Linked DNA regions of Urocitellus parryii: region 1 is linked to region 2. A link is a contact called in public Hi-C data. All regions are on one chromosome and are shown on one strand. Each heading gives the region's core, a stretch centred on a gene start, on an enhancer-like site or on the middle of the called end of the contact. The rest is flanking DNA. Distances are from core to core; before and after follow the strand shown. Region 1 holds the start of Cmtm5 (CKLF like MARVEL transmembrane domain containing 5). Region 2 holds the start of Cebpe (CCAAT enhancer binding protein epsilon).

Evidence for each region. Hi-C and Micro-C count contacts between places; a contact is called where the count stands out from the background.
Region 1: a Hi-C map of liver shows a contact between it and region 2, with 9 times the contacts expected there. The contact joins the promoter of Cmtm5 here to the promoter of Cebpe in region 2. A contact is called at or near these places in 2 of 2 Hi-C or Micro-C datasets (liver and muscle).

The regions. Positions count from the first base shown.
Region 1 is chr6:36,471,672-36,477,456 of mUroPar1.hap1, reverse strand. Cmtm5 (CKLF like MARVEL transmembrane domain containing 5) reads right to left here and starts at 2,125. Exons shown (of 5, transcript XM_026406060.1): 1 at 2,000-2,125; 2 at 916-1,068; 3 at 342-434; 4 at 68-152. The coding sequence starts at 2,125. Trnaa-cgc (transfer RNA alanine (anticodon CGC)) reads left to right here and starts at 3,361; the gene lies at 3,361-3,433. Il25 (interleukin 25) reads right to left here. Exons shown (of 3, transcript XM_026406041.1): 3 at 3,636-3,891. The coding sequence ends at 3,636.
Region 2 is chr6:36,256,711-36,262,839 of mUroPar1.hap1, reverse strand. Cebpe (CCAAT enhancer binding protein epsilon) reads left to right here and starts at 4,779. Exons shown (of 2, transcript XM_026406053.2): 1 at 4,779-5,288; 2 at 5,912-6,129. The coding sequence starts at 4,779. The region is part of intron 2 of Rnf212b (ring finger protein 212B); the gene reads right to left.

The DNA of each region.
Region 1 (5,785 bases), core at 876-3,375, 220 kb before region 2:
GCATGGAAGCCATGTCAGGCTGGGGCAGCTAGGGTGGGGATAGGGGCATCTCAGGGAGCAGACTCACCCTGGGTGGCTCTGGGTGCCATCTCAGTCCGGTAGATCTTCAAGGCATCGTAGGCAAAGACCGATACCAGGATGATACCAAACACCTGTGGGAGGAAGGTCAACATGGCACAGCAGAGGCTATTGAGCCATTGGACCAAGAGAGAGGGAGGTGGATGTACAGGGAGAGGGGTGAGCCAGATCCCAGGCATTGGCTTCCACTTTGGACACAAGAAGTGTCCAAGCATCAGCCAGAGGTCCTAAGGAACCAGAGTGCCCCACAGGACTGGACTCACGAAAGCAGCAATGGCAGCCCCTTCCCTGGAGGTCACAGCAGCAAAGGAGACCACGAGGAAGATGATGATGGCACTGACGCAGCGGAGGAAGTCCTGGGGAGCCAGGGATGTCAGAAGGCAGGGAGAAATCACCCAGAGGTTTCCCAGGCTAGTCAGCAGCCTGACCCTCGGGGACCCTGAATTTCTATATAGGGATGGCCCTGGACACTTTCAAGAGAGCTCACAATGCTATCCAGGGAATAAGAACAGAGTCCACAGCAGCCAAGGACTGGGCAGAGTCAGTCCAAGCCAGTGGCTGAGCTTCCCAGCCTGCAGGCCCAGGCAGGGCAGGGCTGAGGCTGGGCCTCTGGTGAGTGGGAGGGCAGACTTAAGGGATGTCTATCCTCCTTGTTCGCAGGGACCCTGTAGCTGTGAAATCTGTCTGGGTAAAAGCACAGTGTGGAATACAGGGCATAACCTGGGACAAAGCCCAGCTGGGGTGTGGAAGTGGAGGGGAACTGGGAGAAGAGAGGAAAATTCAGCAATTGGATAGAAGGATGGACCAAGATGGGGTGAGGGAGGCAGGGTTCCTCACCAGACAGGGCCAGTTAAGCTGGTCGAAGCGCTGGTAGTACTGGGTGGCGTAGAAGAAGAGGAAAGTGAGCGTGATGAGGAACTCCAGCAATGCCGCGGCCATATAGGCGGAGATGGAGGCCGTGAAGCAGATGAAGATGATGAAGGTCAGGGCCTGCAGGACCGAGTGTGGAGATCTAGCCAGGAAGGGGACACATGCACAGGCCTGACCTTGGCCTTTCCCTCCTCAGGAACCCCACAGGCTGGCACCCACCTCCCATCCTTGGAGAGGATAAGGAAGAGCTCTGGCATGTCTCCCGTTCCTGGTGTCGGGGACACCATTCCAGGCATTTGACCGTAGAGGGCCATCTCTAGCCCCAGGGACCCCAGTAACCCCAGCAGTTAGGCCAAGCTGCACAGCTCCAGGGAGTATGAGCCTATGGTGATCCTCTAGAGTGATGTCCCCCAGGAGTACACAGTAGGCCCCTGGAGTTGAGCCCACAAAGGCCCTGCACCTCAGGAGGTGGCCCCTGGCCCACAAGGCTCTTTCCACTCTCAGATGTCCTAAACTTCTCTAATGAGAACCAGAGCCTTTATTCCACACCAAAAGAGAAGGCTTAGAAGGCAGGTGCTCCCTAGATAAACAGGATGACAGAGAGGCAGAGGCCTTGCTAAGGAACTGGGGGAAGAGTCTTCCTGAAAATAGATGTTCATGGGCAGCAGCCAGCAGATAAAGCAGAGCTGTAGGAAATCTGCCCTTTTTGGTAGTTGGGTTTCTTAGGCATGCCAACAAGTGGTCACCCTGGAGGCTGGGAAAAGACAAGCCAGCTTTTTATCCCTGTCCTATCCCTATGTCCAATCCCTCCACGTCCCAGGAAGCTGCCCTTTTGTCTAACTTCAACCCATCCTGCTGCAACTGAAACCTGCTCCAAATGGAGAGGCAGCAAGAAAGCTGAGCAGGAGATGAAGAAGGTGCAGCTGGAGACGGGAGAAGCTCGAAAAGAGAATTGCTGGGCTGTGAACCTGGGAACCCAGCTCAGGGCTGGTGGGACAGGGAGCTGGGGATGGGGGAGACAGAAGCACCAGATTGGGGAGGCAGCTGTTACCAGCTCAGTTTCCAGTAGGATGCCTTTGAGAGAAGAGAAGAAGGTCTTGTCCACAGCGAAGCCCTGGAGCTCTGCAGCTGCCCCCTCCTCAGGGGGCCGGTCCCGGCGATTCCAAGCACTGAACATCTCCGTGGGGACCACTGGGCACTGCCCCACCCACCCACCCACACACTGCCACCAGCCCAGGAAGGGACCCAGAAACCTGGCAGGATGAGAAAGCAGACAGGAGCAAGAAGCCACTTGGATAAACCTGAAAGTGAAGCAGAGAGGTCTGCTGGGGGCCCAGGAAAAGGCAGCCGCTGGGGAGGCCTCCCAGATGGGCCTTCACCAGGCTGCCCAGAGAGCCTCTGCTGTTGCCTGCACCAGCCCCCTAGGAGGACGCTGGGAGGGCTGAGAGGCGTGGCCAACCCCTCCCCTTACTGGGAGCCCAACCCAGCCTGGAAAAGGGGAGAAGGAAGACAGAAGGAGATCAGAAAGAAACTACAGGAGCTGGGAGTAAGCATTAGACAGGGGCAAGAGTAAGACACCCCACAACACCTCTTTGACCTAAGCCTGAATAAGTTTATTTCCCCCTCCTATAACCTTAACCCTCTTCCTTGGCTGGTCCTTTCTCCCTTTTCCTTTTAAGGAGGGTGAGAGCTGGAGCCCAGCCCAAGCAGCACCCTCAGGACCAAGCTGCAGCAGAGGACAAAGGCAGATTGTTGGGGAGACAAGGGGGCGCTGTATGCCTGCTGCAGTGCCTCAATGGGCCTCTGTCTCTCCAGCATGGCAGGAGGAGGTCTGACCCTTCCCTGGTGTTCAGGGCTGGGTCAGGGAGCCAGAGAGTGAAAGGGATGGGAGAGTGCAACAGAAACTGCATGGCATGGAGAGCTGGCAGGGCGGGCAGTAGGTGAGGGCTGGTGGTAGGAAGGAGGAGGTGGTGGGCTGAGGGCCGTGGGATGTTCGGGCACCATGGATGCCAAAGACAAATTAGGTCATTTTTAAATACAGATATTTATTTGGATAAATCTCTCCACATTCAATAACAGCTTCCTCCTCAGAATGATCCATGTCAAAGGACTTGTAACTACACTAGGACATGTGCAAAGTAGATGATCACTGAGTGTTTGATGAATGAATGAATGAATGAACAAACAAATGAAATGAGGGGCAACAGGGCAAATATGAAGAAAGTTCCTGTGCTGGGCCAGGGCAGCTGGAGTTGGGAGGATAAGAAGAGTCAGGAGTGTGGCCTCCAGAAATGGGCAGAGCTTTGAAGGCCTTTTCTGAAAGGAAATGCCAGGACAATAGATTCCAGCAGCCACAAGCTGCAGTTGCTCCCTTCCAAAAGTGCTTCCAAAAAAGTGCTAAAGTGGAGGGCTGGGGATATAGCTCAGTTGGTAGACTGCTTGCCTCGCATGCACGAGGCCCTGGGTTCAATCCCCAGCACCTCCAAAAAAAAAAGTGCAAAAAAAAAAAAAGTGCCAAAGTGTGTGTTCTCCCCAAGGCCTCCGTCCTGTCCGAGGAGCTTGCTGATGCAGGTGGTGCTTCGGAGGGACCAAGCATGTGGGTATCTTGGCCTACCATGGCAAGATGGTTGTGCACCTGGCTGCAGTCTTACAGATAAGGGTCTGGCTTCAGGTAGTGGCAGGCATGACTAGGCCATCACACGGGGCCGTACACACACACAAGCCAAGGAGACGCGGTAGAGCCTACGCTCCAGGCAGTAGCCATGGTGGGTGCCCCTTTCACCATGGCATGGACGCCGGTAGAAGACGGTCTGGTTGTGGTAGAGCAGCTCCGAGTTGCCCAGGGGGTCCATGTGAGAGCCCGTCTGTAGGCTGACGCAGTGTGGACACAGGCAACGGGCGTGATACAGATCCTGAGGGAGCCGGTTCAAGTCTCTGTCCAACCTGTGGGGATGCAACTGGTCAGTCCCTGGAGAGATAGGCCAGAGCAGGGAGGGCCAGGTGGGATGGGGCTGCTAGAGGAAGGACATGGGGGCCTGACTTCTTGTCTCAGTTCTGGAACCCACATGCTGTGTAACTTTGAAGAAGTCATCACCCTGCTCTCTGGGATTTATCTTCCCTGACTGAAAGTGAATGTAGGGGACAAAAGAGTGGTTTTCCACCTGGTCCTATTCTGGAGCCCTTCAGGAGGCAGGGGACGGTAAGCAGGCTTCTGCCTCCGCCTCCACCAGACCAAGTTCTTCTTCCATATGATATCGAGCTGGGCTTTAGCGTGAGGTTTCTTAGGGTAATTATTACATTTTAGGTCTTTTAAAATTATAATTGTTAAGCCAGGCACAGTGTCGCACACCTGTAATCCCAGTGGCTCTGGAGATGGAGACAGGAGGATCTCGAGTTCAAAGCCAGCCTCAGCAAAAGCAAGTTGCTAAGCAACTCAGTAGAACCCTGTCTCTAAATAAAATATAAAATAGGGCTGGGGATGTGGCTCAGTGGTGGAGTGCCACTGAGTTCAATCCCTGGTGCCCAAAAACTAAAATAAAATTATAATTGTTTCAAAAGTAAAAACTACTCTGACAGCCAAGTATAAAATAATTTTTAAAAAGAAAGAAAAAGAAAAAGAAGACAATCTCTCTCTCTCTCCACCAGTTCTACTTCCTAGAAGGAGCTGTTTCCTATACCCACAAGACACTACCAAAGCATATATTATAAGCACACTTAACAGTGCAGGGAAAGACTTCTTTTCCTATTCTGAAAAGCTTTTGTGGCAAAAAAAAAAAAAAAAAAACCTTGAAAAACACAGAAAGAGTAGATACTCCAAAGGTTTGGATTCCAACAGTGGAGCAGGAAAACCTCCATCCCAGGTTGTAAGACTGTTTTCCATACAGAAAAACCCTGGAAGACTGGGGTCCACCTTCTATAGCATTTCCCAATGGGGTTCCCTAATAAACACCATTCAAGAAAAGGTTCTGAGGTCAAATGAGTTTGGGAAACATTGAATTTAATGGTTCCTTTTCTGCAGACTTCTTGCAGATTTTAGTGTGTAAGGGGCACTATAAATCTCAGGGTGTGGGGACTGGACTGCTGCACCCAAACTTACTTGACATTACTTTTCTGAAGAGCAGCTTGTAGAACAAGTGTTGTACATAACAGAATGGGCAAGGTTGACTAAGTGGTTATCAGGGAATCACGGCCTCCCAACCAGTGGTCTGAGCCCTAGTTCAGTCAGCCATCTGGCACCCAACCTCCCCCAACAGGCTTTACACCATCAGATTTGGCCCAGAACCAACTGACCTTCTGAGACCACTCAAAATTGTTGACTCCACCTGAGATGTAATCTCAGTTAAGATGGAGCAGGCCCCCTCCCTACCCCCACTAAACTTCATCCATTCCCAAAGTCACTAAAAGAGTCAGATGTATGGGGAGTGGAAACACAGAACCCCCAAAGACAAAAGAATTATGGTTGGGATCCCTAAGACCCTAATCTTTAATATGTTTTAAATCTTTGTCTCTATTGCAGTATTTCCTAACATTTTTCACATTATGGCACAAATAGAGAATTATAATATTTCTGTGGCACACGGAGTAAAAGAATAAGGTGACATTATCATGATCAAAGATAAACAGCCCAGGGTTCTAGATGCCAGGTTTACCCCAAGAATTGAGGTTTTTACAATCTTCATATACTTAAAACCCATTCATGATCCAGAGAAGTTACATTTGGTACTGGGATGCTTTGTGCATGTATCATACCATATATCCTAATGTTTTAGTTTTTTAAAAAAAGTGGGACATTATAGAAAAAGAAGGAGAAGGAGGAGGAAGATAAGAAGGAGAAAGA
Region 2 (6,129 bases), core at 3,530-6,029:
TTCTGGGCAGCGCTCCCAGCAGCCTGTCCTGAGGCGGCATCATTCCTGAGTGAGCACTGCTGACAGAGGTCAGGCCCATGAGAGGTGGGGGTTGAGACATCACCCGCCACCATCTGGACACTGAGGACACAGGCAGGTGGGACGCCTCCACTTCTGGTCCTCGACTCCAGCTCTCCTGCTTTGTGGCTGTCATTCTTCCAGGCAGGCTGGAAACTCGCCATCCATAGGGACACTGAGCTGGCAGGCCAAACACATGGCTCCTAAGCCCAGGCCATTCACTAAACAGAACTGTGCCCTTGGGCAAGTCACTTCTGTTCAGTATTTCAAGGGGGGGTGAGGTGGAGGGAAGGAAGGAGAAAGAGTTGGACCCAGTCTCTGTTTCTCAGTCTTATTTTTTTGTGTGTGATTTTTTTGTTTGTTTGTTTCTCAGTTTTCTGGCACTAAGTTGTCCCCAAAGGGAAGAGGCCAGTCCTGTCCAGGAGGCTGTTATCCAAGGCCCCCTTCCTCAACACATATAATTTTCCTCTTCTTGGCTTGCCCCAGTCCTCCTCTGCGTCACCCCATTCTGGTAGGTCCAGCTCTCCCCAGTCCCCTCTCCAGGGAGACACTTGTCCCTGGGGCCCCCCTCTCTCTGTAAAGTGATACCTGCTGATCTTTTCAACCTGGTCAGATGGGCAAAAGTGGGTGTCCTCCTGGACCACATGCATTTATTTTTAACCTGGGCCTTTCCCCTGTCTTAACCCTGCCAATCACTTTAATGCTGGGAATTTCAGATGCTCTGAATTTAGAGAATTTGGAGACCTTTTGAAAGTCACTGTTGAAAGTCACTGTTTTTCATTGTGCCCAAGGACTTTGCTATATGCTGTGGGAATGGCAAAATTATTCCTGAATTTTCAAAGTCAGCACAGACTTCAATTGCTTTTTGTCCCTCTAAGGTGTGTGTGTGTGTGTGTGTGTGTGTGTGTGTGTGTGTGTGTCTTACTGGGGATTGAACCCAGGGCATTTCACGACTAAGCCACATCCTCAGCCCTTTTTAATTTTTTATTTCTTTCTTAGTTTTATGGTATCAGAGATTGAACCCAGGGTCACTTTACCACTGAACTACATTCCCAGCCCTTTTTATTTTTTATTTTGAGACAGGATCTTACTAAGTTGTCCAGGCTAGACTTAAACTTGTGATCGCCTTGCCTCAGCCTCCTGAGTAACAGGGATTAGAGGCATGTGCCACCTCATTTGACCTCACCTGTCCTTAATTTAATTCAGGAAATATGGTCACCACAGTTGAAGAGGTCCAAAATATGTATTCAATGCTACCTTTAAAGAGCAAACAGCTGCCACGCATAGTGGCACATGCCTGTAAGCCCAGAGGCTTGGGAGGTGGAAGCAGGAGGATCACGAGTTCAAAGCCAGCCTCAGCAATTTAGCCAGGCCCTAAGTAACTCAGTGAGACCCTGTCTCATATATATATATATATATATATATATATATATATATATATATATATATATTTTTTTTTTTTTAAGGTGGCTGGGGATATGGCTCAGTGGTTAAGTGCCCCTGCGTTCAATCCCCAGTACCAAAAAAAAAAAAAAAAAAAGAGTAAATAGCTGACCCCAGTGAAAAGAAGCCAAGAATGTGTACAGTACATGGCAGAGCCTGGGCAGGGCCTGGTACCTGTGTGCTCAAAGCCTATCTGTGGAAGTGAGGTGACATACAAGGCAGCAGGTAGTAGGTCTGCGCTTTGGAGACACAGTAAGAACTGCAAAGAGAGATCAGAGGAAGGGAGATAGGAGATCAACATTTACAGGGACTAGTTGCTTTGCATGTATTATCTTATTCAAAGTTTAATTAAACAACCCTATGAAGGAGGTGTTACTACTGCCATTTTACAACTCAGTAATTTGCCCAAGGTCATCAATAAGTGACAGAGGCTGATTTGAGCCCTTTCTAACACTCCATCACCATGCTCAGTCATCTCTCTCTGGAGAAGCCTTGGTTCACCAAAGACATGGTGCTTGAAGGAGATCAGTCACAGAGTGTGAGATGACACTCATTATTTTAGATAATCCAAACAGGTAGCAGATGCAGCAATGAAAAGAAAATTATCTTGCTGCCCTGAAAAGAAAATTTTCCACTCCTGAGCAAGAATCCCCGAGGGGCCCTTGATAGGCACTGCCCTCCCACCTCACTCCTATCCTATCCTGTCAGGAGCCCCCTCCCTGGCCCTGATGTCAGGAGCACAGCTGTCCCCGTTACTGGGCAACACTGATGGCAGTGTGCAGGTAACGTCAGCACCCACCAGGGAGGCCAGGGGCTAAGATCCCTTATCTCACCATGGCCCAAGCTTTGACTTTCTCATTTCCTGCAGGCTCTATTTGCACACACACACCACCCTACTTCCTCCAGCACCCACTTCACTGCTGCTGACGCTGACTTCTCCCTCCCTGTGGTGGCCCAAGGCGGGTGAAGGAGGTACTGAGTCACACAGCAACCTTTTCCCCATCCCTTTGGCCCCAGGCCATCTCACTTACAAGCCCAAGACCCTTTCTGAAATCAGTAAGGCATCCTCACATGACCTTGGGCAGCTCAGTCTTGTTTTCCTTCTTGATAAAGCAAGAATAAAAATACTGCTTGCCTTGCCTTCCTTCCTACTTAACAACAGCAAAATGGTCAGCATGGAAAAAGGGAATGTTTCAATCACCAAAAAAGCATAATTTGTCAGAAAATACAAGCCCTAACCATTAGTATTATTTCAAAGTCAGAGAGAGGGTAGAAATTTTCCTCCTTGAGACAAACACTGGCACCATTGCTCCCAGCAAGCCCTCATCCTGGTAACCTGACTGCGAGCCCCCCATCCCTGCCCCTTTTCCTCCTCTTCCCAATGTTGAACAGTCTTGGCCAGTGCCAGGGCTGAGAAAGGCTGCCCTCTGCAGTCCACCTGATTCCAAACAACCGCAGACTCCCAAATCCACAATTTTGTGCCAATATTGCCACCTAGTGGTCAATTCAGGCACTGCCACCAAATTGAAGTCACTTGGCTTTGGTACCTCTTTTGGCTGGCGTCCTTTGAAATGAAGAAAAATCTCCTATCTATTTTCTGAGATCTGTATCTAGGAGCATGCCAGGTCAGGACTTGATGATAAAGAATATCTGTCCATACTTCAAACTACACAAAAAAGCACCTGGGACAGGTGTGGAGTAGGGAGGATGGGAAGGAGGATGTTATCAAGACTTGGCAAATGTGACATGTAGCCCATCCATATGTGCCCTACTGTGGCACACTCATAGTGACCCAGCCTATAAAAACTTCTGCACTGCCCCCCACCAACCCCAAGACACTATAGCACTTGCTGGTAATAAAAGGGCCAGTAACATATTTCTTATGTGTCCTTTTCTTTTCACTGTACCTGGGCCCCTTTTGAAGATGAAGCTTCACAGGTGAAAGGAGGGCCATAGCAGGTGTCTCCAACATGCCAGAGTGGAGAGTTCCCAAAGGAAAGAGAAAAAGAAAGCTGGAGGACAGCACAATATCAAGAAATGCAAAGAGGGAGCTATGGGCTTCTCCTAAAGACTCTGAAACAGAGCCCCAGGAAGAGGTAATGACAAAAGAGAAGGCGTCTCAAGCCTCCAAGAGGAAGTGGACCCAAGAGACACATGCTGGAGGTCAGAAAACGGCCATGCAAAAGGAAAGACAGCAAACTGAGCTGCAGCGAGCTCCTGAGCTGGCAGCCCAGGGCACAGGAAGTCGGGGGCAGAGCCTCAGGCCCAAAGTGGGGGGCAAAATGCCAGCCTGAATCTTTGCAATGCAGGGCAGTTGGAAGAGAGATGTGCTGAAGCCACCCGAGGAGCATGTCTGTAAGTTCTGGGGGCAGTGGCCCCCCAGTCTTGGGGTGCAGGGCCCAAGTCCTGACCAGGCACCTCAGTTGTTCCCAGGCAGTCAGGGACTATGCCAGACTGCTAGAGGTAGTGAGAGCTGGAAACATGTTAGTGTTTGGGCTATTGCACAGACCCTATGCATAAACCTAGCAAATGACCACACTCTGCAACAGACCTCTGTGCATAGCTTGTTTCCAGGATCTATCACTACTTCCAATACCCCTCAAACAACACCTCCAGGCCAACACTCAGAAGAATGGTCTGGGAGGTGGGGCTACAAAAGGAACAACTGTCCCCCAGAGTAGGTGGAGCTCAGCTCTGGAGGGGGGACCAAGAGGAAGGCGTGTCAAAGGAGGAGTTCAGACCAAGCTGGGGGTCGGCACTGGAAGAGAGCTTTCTCTATTCACTCTGAACTGGCACCTCATTCTGCACAGTTGGGAAGGAGGAGGACGTTCAGAGTGAGGTGTGGATTTGGAATCCTCAGCAAGGATTTGGAATCCCTGGGCTCAAGGGAGTGGAGGTATTTCCAAAACCTCTGCTCCTGTGCATCTCCAGACCTGGCTTGGACCTCACCAAAGTGCTCCAGCTGTTAACTAGGTCAGGGGCCCCCCTTTCTCAAAGGCCTGCATCCCTCCCTCTGGGGTGTGCCCAGCCCCTCCCTAAGTCACCCCCGGGAGAGAGAGGGGGAAAAAAGGGAAGAGAAGAGAGGCATTGACTGCAGAGGAAGGAAAAGGAAGCAGAGCAGAGGAGAGAGGAGAGAAGCAGCACATGAGTGGGTGACAGAGTAGACCAGAGAGGGCAGATCTAGGGCAGGGGGAGATCGACAGAAGGCAAGCTAAGCATCCTAAGGGGTGCCCCAAGAGCAGGGCCCAGGGGCGGGGAGCCAAAGGGGCGGGCCGGCCATGTCCCACGGGACCTACTATGAGTGTGAGCCCCGGGGTGGCCATCAGCCACTTGAGTTCTCAGAGGGCCGAGCCGGGCCTGGGGAGCTGGGGGACATGTGTGAGCATGAGGCCTCCATCGACCTCTCTGCCTACATCGAGTCTGGGGAGGAACAACTACTCTCCGACCTCTTTGCCATGAAGCCAGCGCCTGAGACCCGAGGCCTTAAGGTCCCTGGAACTCCTGCCTTTCCCCACTACCTGCCGCCTGACCCGCGACCCTTCGCCTATCCCCCACATACCTTCGGCCCAGATAGGAAGGCGTTGGGACCTGGCATCTACAGCAGCCCAGGGAACTACGACCCCAGGGCTGTGGCCGTGAAGGAGGAGCCTCGGGGGCCAGAGGGTAGCCGAGGCATTAGTCGAGGCAGCTACAATCCCCTGCAGTACCAAGTGGCACACTGTGGGCAGACAGCCATGCACCTGCCCCCAACCCTGGCAGCACCCGGCCAGCCCCTGCGTGTCCTCAAGGTAAGAGCAACCAGTTTTCCCTGCTACCCAGGGGCTGCAGCAAGGCTATGTGGAGGGGGGAATTATGAGACCATTGCTTATGCTGAGTCTGTGTTTGGTGTTGCTCTGTGAAATGGACTCACCCAAGGTTCTTTGTGCTCACTACCAGACCATGAGCCCACTCTTTCCTTCTCTGTGAACTCACTCTCACCCTGAACTCCATTCTGTCCTGAAATCCCCGTGGCTGGCTGATCTTAGCTGATGTCAGACCCCTTGCCAGCTTCCCTGTTGCCCACCATGCCCCTCTTCTTGTTTCTCTGCCTCCCGCTTCTGAAGAGGAAATGCCTGTCGATTGTACAAGAGCCTCACCACAGATAAATGGAGGAAAAGTGTCCTTGGAGAGTGTGAGAGCATAAAAGGGATTTTTGGTGTGAGGGAGAGGACCCTTTGCATCTGGGTTACTTTCTTTCACCAAGGCAGGGCAATGACAGGTCTATCTTGAAAACAGGAGCTGGCTCAGAACCCTAGATTTCTTTGACGCCCCCAAGGGATCCCCCCAGCCCCGCTGCTGAGATTCCTACTTGTCTCCACTTGACCTCTTGGTCAGCCCTCATCACTCCATACCTTTGTGCCTTCCCCTCCAGGCCCCTCTGGCTGCTGCCGCGCCCCCCTGCAGTCCCCTTCTCAAGGCGCCCTCTCCAGCCGGCCCCTCGCACAAGGGCAAGAAAGCAGTGAATAAAGACAGCCTGGAGTATAGGCTGCGGCGGGAACGCAACAACATCGCAGTGCGCAAGAGCCGGGACAAGGCCAAGAGGCGGATTTTAGAGACACAACAGAAGGTGTTGGAGTACATGGCGGAAAA